2 separate regions of the Rattus norvegicus genome follow, and region 1 is linked to region 2. Evidence: chromatin contacts called from public Hi-C data. All regions are on one chromosome and are shown on one strand. Each heading gives the region's core, a stretch centred on a gene start, on an enhancer-like site or on the middle of the called end of the contact. The rest is flanking DNA. Distances are from core to core; before and after follow the strand shown. Region 1 holds the start of Dpp4 (dipeptidylpeptidase 4). Region 2 overlaps Dpp4 (dipeptidylpeptidase 4).

What was found. A called contact is a pair of places that touch in the nucleus more often than the background predicts.
Region 1: a contact with region 2 is called in a Hi-C map of kidney, with 2.4 times the contacts expected there. The contact joins the promoter of Dpp4 here to the enhancer-like site in region 2. A contact is called at or near these places in 3 of 12 Hi-C or Micro-C datasets (kidney and liver).

Annotation. Positions count from the first base shown.
Region 1 is chr3:67,450,902-67,454,381 of GRCr8, forward strand. It overlaps Dpp4 (dipeptidylpeptidase 4), which reads right to left and starts at 1,521. Exons shown (of 26, transcript NM_012789.2): 1 at 1,427-1,521; 2 at 857-941. The coding sequence starts at 1,432.
Region 2 is chr3:67,406,434-67,410,199 of GRCr8, forward strand. All of the region lies in intron 10 of Dpp4 (dipeptidylpeptidase 4), which reads right to left. Among named protein-coding and RNA genes, the nearest start is that of Dpp4, 44 kb to the right of the region's middle. Within about 2 kb of position 1,963, at least 11 of the 93 cell types and tissues checked have an H3K27ac peak or open chromatin away from gene starts, as enhancers often do. A contact at or near this core is called in kidney and liver, where this site is marked.

The DNA.
Region 1 (3,480 bases), core at 271-2,770, 44 kb after region 2:
ATCATTCTCATAGCTCTACATGTTAATTGTCAGTTATTACCCTGAGGTCTGGCTAAGGCCAACTGACTACATTTCCATCGGGAGAGACTGGTTTGGGTGATGACTGATTTAGAATGTGCACAGTGTGTAGGGTGTAATTCGTAGTGGTTCACAAGAGAAGGGGAGTGGAGGGAGACTCAGATTAACTATTCATGCTTATTGCATCTAATAGTGCCATTCCATTATCTGCTTTTTTTTTTTTTCTGGCAAACTGACTTTTGGCTTTCAAGGAAACAACCCAGTAAAAGCTGACTGACTCCAAGTCACCCTGTTGTGCACAGTGGCGATTTAGTGATGCAACATTTCTAAAATGGTCCAATAATTACTTCTCTACAACTGAATCTTTCAATTGGCGAAATCTCGTCATGTCTGAAGGAAAAATCTCTGGATTTCCTGATGTTGTTGTCTCCTTTCTTTCTCATTTCCCATTCCACTTAAGACATCCTCATTCCCTCATTGCTATGTTTTGGATCTTCAAAGGCTGTCTTATTTCCTTAGAAGCTCTACAAGCACAATCCTCTAAAATCAATTTGAAGCTAAGATACTTTCCATTGCATTTAATAAAAAGAAACCGTGCCTCCCTCCCAGTTTCAGGAAGTGTGTATTTATTATACACAACAAAACGAGGAAGCCTTAAGGCCTAAACACTGGAGCCCCCAGAAGGAGCAAACGTATTTAGAGACTTGTTAAGTCTCTTCAGCCCTAACCTAGCACAGGGGTCAAGGCCCCTAGTAAAGTAAGTGGGCTTTGCAAGATCACATGCCACCTAACCACGGCTCCAACCACCCTCTCTTTTTAAGATGTTGCAAGGTTCTACCTTTGTTCAGCAGAACCACTGGCACGGTGATGATGGTGACAAGCGCAGCGACACCAAGCAGTCCCAGAAGAACCTTCCACGGTGTCTGCAAATAGGTCAGATTGCCAACAATTAGAGGGAAGCCTTTGTTCCTGCTCTGAGAAGAGGGTTAGAACTCGGCCCCTTCAGAGGCAGAGGGGTTTGCAGGTGCAGGAATAGACTGGAGGGATTTGGCGCTCACTCAGCAGAAGCACTGAATTTTGGCCCCAGAGCATGATCTTATGATCTTTTGGCTTCTCTCCTCCCACCCAACCGTCTGAAGCCAAATGAGAGTACCGCGTGCGTTCCACGGGTGACTGTCCCCGACTTCCAAGGCTCAGTGCCTGGGTCCTAGTAGGACACGCCACAGATCTAAGCCAGTGTGAGGGACGGACGTTCCTTCACCTGTTGGAGTGGCCCCATGGCTTCCGCCTATTGCCAGCTCCTGGTTGCCTCCAGGAACGCTAGGGCAGTTTAGGGGAAATCTGTCAAAACACCACCACCCACAACCCGACTCCGGGTTCAGGGAGCCGCGACGCGGGGTGCACTCACCTTCATGGTTGGGCGGCTCCTTGAAACTGAACTCTGAAGCTTGAGCGCAGGCAGAAGTCACCGCGCGCGGAGACGGACGTCCTGCGCCTCTGCTCTGCACACAGTCACCCTGAGCTCGCCGCCAAGTTTCGGCCCGAGTTAAACATTAGTTAGCGCCAGGCGGGCTTCGGTGCGCAGTGTGGGCGCCCGGCAGGCGACCCAGCGCGGAAGGACTACTAGGCGAGCCAGGGAGTGGCACGCAGGGCCCCCGTGAGTGGGGGACACAGGGGACAGCGAACCCCCTTTGCCGAAAAGGACATTGCACATTGGGATTTAACTGTTCCTCCCTTGCGTGGATAAGCAAGGCAGCTGAGGTCCAAGAGGGCATGGAGTTTGGCAGATTCACAGCTCACTGCAGAAACTAGTTGCCAGTTCTCTTGCCTCTTTCCCTGAGAGGTCTGTCAGGCTGAGAGAAGGGGTTGAGTGTCCCATGTTATCTGGCTGGCAAAGAAAGAGAAAGGGTGATTGTTCACCTTTGAATGACACTTCAGGTTGAATATCGGTATTAACTTTCCCCGGGGAATTTTCACTAATTTTGCGGGCATCTCTTCTCATCAAGAAAAAATAATAACGCTACCACTTCTTAAGTGGGAAGTTACTTTAAGCACTGTTCTACGCGATTAATGTGTTACTTTACAGAAAGGAAGATTACGCACAGCGACATCAAGTCACTCCACCAACCCACTCAGCCATGATGCTATGGAGCTTAAATTAAGAGTGCAGGGCAGGGGTTGGGGATTTGGCTCAGTGGTAGAGTGCTTGCCTAGCATGCGCAAGGCCCTGGGTTCGGTCCCCAGCTCCGGGGAAAAAAAAAAAAAAAAAGAGTGCAGGGCACTGCAAGAACGCTGAAGCCACTGGACCTTAGTCTTTCGTGTCTCCACAATTTAAGGAAGTATATTTCTTCATAAATCATCTGTGGCAGGCCACATAAATAGACTAAGGCACGCATACACACACACACACACACACACACACGCACACAGTCTCCTTAATTATGTCTCCCAAGTGTCCAATCTGTTTCTATCTCCCTCTTCTAACACCTAAAGAAGTTGAGTCAAGACTTCCTGGAGTCTTGAGCCAGAGTTGAAAAGGCAGACTAAAAAGACCTGCAGGGAACAGAATACCAGAAGGCTCATTGCTGTCTATTGCCGTCAGCCAGTGGGGCTTTCCACAAAAGTAATAAACACACCAGCCCAGGGCTGAACCTGGAAGCCTGCACCAAGGATCACTGGATGGATCTACAGAACAGATCATCTTGTTCTCTGGGATAAATCTTCCATTCATGCACAGTTATTTCCACACTCTGTGGACATTCTGTGAGTTTTCATGTATCAGCCTTTTGATGGTGTTTTAAACAAGTCCGTAATGAATCAGCCAGTCGATATATTATCTACCACTTGGGCTGGCGTAGACGCTCCGGCTCATCATTTCTTTTCCCACACAGAATGTTCTGTTCCTCAGGAAGAGTTCCTGAGCAGAGCTTTCATACAGTAGCTTCTCCCCCCACAGCTGTGCCCTCTTTCTTTGCTAAAGAACGATGCTTCACCTTCTACCATTCTTTGGTTAAAGGCAACTCTCCCTAAAGCCTCTGAGGGAAAGTGTTGAGGGAGAGACATTGCCACCATGGGAGAAGGCACAGCAGAATCCAAGTTCTCTGAATCGGTGCTCGTTTTTGCCTTGTGGGATCTGGTGGGCTTGTCTTGTTTCTTCCGGAAATACACACCGTTCACATCCTAAAGTCCGCTGTGCTCGCATATGCCAACTTCACCATTTGGATGATTAGGTAAGACTGTTCATTGTGGAGAACTCATTTGTGTATTTAGTTGGCAATATTTCTTAAAGTGAATATTCTAAACAAGAATACGTACTTAAAGCCATAGCTCCCAGATCTCCTCATTTGGAGATCGGTCCTCTGCATATTAAATTATGACAATATAACCCAATGTGACCCCGATCATTATAAAATGGTGAAGCAAAGACGGACACACAGGGAAAATGGCATAAAAGAACGAGGG
Region 2 (3,766 bases), core at 713-3,212:
CTGTCCTCCCCAGTACATACCTTAAAGTACGTTTAGAACTGTATCGTGATTTACAGTGACATGTGCAGAATTTATAATTCACTCTTCTGGTAGCCTCCCTAACAGTTTTTTTCTCTGGATGCTTTTTTTTTTCCTTAGACATGTTTGCCAGTCCTCAGGGGTGATTTCAGTAACTGTTCATACATCACTTCTCTCCAGTGTCTGATCAAGGCCTGACTACCTCTGTCAGGAGTCAGTTCACGGTGGGCCTTTCATCTTACTTTATTCCTCTCGGCCCACAGCCTTCTTTGCCTCCACTCGGCCACTCTAAATACCCCCTTATTTGGCAGCAGCCATCCTCCCCTGAGGTCAGCCTGTTCTGGCTTGACTGCCAGCTCCTTTGAGGCAGGGGCGACATTGGTCTTGTCTATAAAACAGGTACTTGCTAAGTTCTCTAGGAACGCAAAATTCTGTTGTGTTAGGACTCACAGCCATCCTTCCTTAGAACTCCCATCTGTTTCTGTCTCCCCTCTTTTCTTGAGCTCCGAGTCTTACGGAAGATATTAATTGAGCACCCAAGATCAAATACTCACAGCTCCACAATTCCCCTAGGATGGCATGAATGTCTCATGTGGCAGTGCCCTGGAGACCCCTTGGGTCTCATGTTATTTCACTGTGGGGTTTCGGGTGTGCAGCGTCTGTACAGCAACCAGGCACCACATTAGCACACACGATACTACCTTCCCATTTCAGGGTCCCTCACGCTCCGCTGCCTTGGTCTCCATGTTCTCCAGAACATCCAAAATCGTTTTCCCAGTTGACCTCTTCCTTCCACTTTGACCTTTATTCTGAAATGACTTCTGTGCCCTTACTCTAGTTCTTAGCTGAAGTGCCTCCATGCCAGCGGTGGTGTTTCCTATAAAGTCTACAAGTCAGTGTTGCTAGCATCCAGGGGCCAATCAGAGTGCAGTGTCTGAGAGTGCTTCTCCACCTCCTGGAAGGAGCGAGGGCCCGAACCTAGCCTGGCTCTTCTGCACTCACCCGAAGCAGGGGAGTCAAGAGGGCAGGAGGAGAGTAAACTGTTAATATATCCTGGCAAATAATTGGGAAAAATTAAAAAATAAGGCACAGGAAAATAAAGTTTTTCAAAATTAATATTCCACCAAAATAAAATCTACACCAAAGATCAAGAAACATCTAGCTGAGGACACAGATAGTAAATATTTTAGTCGTTCTGATCTACATATTGTCTGTCAAATTGCCACAGTATAGAAGCAGTTAGAGACAATGCTGACATTAATAAGAGTGGCTATGTCTCAATATAAAGGTTCAGTTTCAATGCCATGAATTCCTTTTCTATTGTTCTTGTCCCTTTCACAATATAAAACCATGGATAGCTGTGAATGATATGAGGACAAATGCCAGCCAGGACGGATTTGAATCATGGATTCTCTTCTGTTAGACCTGGTCCTACACCACTCATTTTTGCCCGATTAGATTCAGCAACCACATACCACCACTACAACAAACTCTTTGGAGACCAAAGCAGGCAGATTGTTGGAAGTTCAAAGCCAGCTGAGGCCACAAAATAAAACCATGTCTCAAAAAACCCAAAAGATCTGGAGAATCTGATGAGATTTGTGAAATCTCCTTTGCTAGAGAGAGAAAACTTCTTAACTCACAGACACACGCTGTCACCCAGAAACACTCTTCCTCCTTTTAAAAGCGTTCTGATTGCAGTGAGGCAGGTGGGAGCAAGAGAACTCGTTCATGCCCCAAGTCACCTACGGTAGGTAGCTTTATCTATGAAAGCTGTGTTATACCTTAGGCTTGGCTGTCCACACTATAAAGCCACTTCTGTCATTAGAAAACACTGAGCAGTGGAATGTGGGAGAGCAGCCAGCAAACTCTTGTGCATGGGTCACATTATGTGACCTGGCCACCATCCCTGGTGTTTCTAGATAAAGGTTAACAAACCTGGGTCTGAGACCTTAGTCACTGTCAGTGACTCAGAACGTACTCTGCACTCCGAGAGGGCTCAGGAGAGGCCTTTCACCAAGGAAGCAGACAATCTGTTTTAAAACGTTTTTATAAACATTCTTTCCTCTAACCACAGCCCTGAGACAACATTAGGCCAGGATGGCACTTCAGAGTCATGAAAAAGACGTAAACCGATGGACGGCTTGCCTCAACTCCTCACTCAAAGGTTTAAGTCCCCACTTTAGCCAAAGGAACATGCCACCAGCAAGACTACCCACTATCTTTGTAGGATAACATGCTGACTGAGGAGGGGGCCAATTTCTGAACAAATCCCGTCTCTTACAGTGAGTGGGAAACGATGGGGGATTCTTATACAGCTAAGCCTCCTTCAGAGCCTGGTCTTTTATCCTAGGTTGGGCAAAGGGACCCAAACGAGGCTTCAGAGTGTTGGAAATGCATCAGTCACCAGAAGAATCTGGTTGCTTATCATGTGGAAGCAGTGGATTTCGGGAATTATACGAGTTTATACCAGTGTGAAATTGACTCTAGGCTGGAAACTGCCTACTTCCCTTAAGACTCATGACCACTCTGTGAGGCAGGTACCACTGTGGCTCCTGTCTAGCAGATGAGGAAACACAAGTGTAGAGGAGTAACTTGCCCAGAAACGTCCAGATCCAGGATTCAAATCAAGCAGATGGCTTCAGATTCCCCTGTCCCTATGTGCCCCTCCTGAAAATATCTTCCTGTCCCATTGGGAAGTCCTACTAGTTCATCCCACTCTTAGGATTCCCTGAGTGTACAACTCCTTTCTCAGTGAAATGTATTTATTCCTTGAGAGTTATGCATAAGCCAGGTTTTACAAAGAAAGTCAGCCAGCTACACTCACAGGACATCCTGCTGTGGCAAATCTTGCAAAGTGACTCCTTGTCCTTGCAAAGAGGAAGGACTTCATAAAAAGGCTTTTAGGTGACATCACTGCCTCTAATTTATATAAATGTTTCAACTGAACATTAATGATATGTATGCTTTGCTAACTGGAGGGGATAAGGGAGGGGGAAATGCTACCCGGAGCCACTGCAGCCTGGGACTGATTAATTCAATGAGTCACCAGAGGAAGCAGGCGTACTGCCAGTGCCGGCCGTGGGCTCCATGCCACCCTTTGCTCTGATAGGGATGCCAACCCTCCTGGGTCCACTGACAGATTGCTGAGAAGAGGGATGGGTGGTGGGATGCAGGAGGGTTGAAGGAAACAACATTGTGTAGTAGCACGAAAGCCCTAATCTGTCTGCTTTCTTCTGGGTATCACCTGCATGCTGGCTGAGGGGGTGGAATGCCAGTTCAGTTTACCTCTTGCCTGGCAAGGTGATGAGCCTAGTGTGTGTAGACCAAGGGTCATCGGGTGTTCAGAGAAATAGAGGGAGTCTTTGTCTACTGTGTCTCTTATGGTCCAGGGTAAATCATCAGCTGGGTGTGATGGGCCCCCGAGGCTGTTCACCAAATGTTAGGAGGGGTCACCTCACTAGACACACCCTCTCCAGTCCAGTAGTTTTAGCCTGCAGAAACCTAGTCAGAGGAAGGAAAGGGGACTTGGTCCACAGGGTGATTTTTGAAAGCTATCCTTGGAGCTGGCTGTGGGGATTCATTCCTGTGCCACACACCTACAGGAACACATGGAAAGCCCAACTTTCTTACCCACCTTTCCATTCATCTACCAACCCATCCATTTGGCTACCTGGCTTCTTCTCTATTACATTATTCTATAGTATCAGACACTGCATCTCAGTCACCCTGCTTTGCACCAGTTATT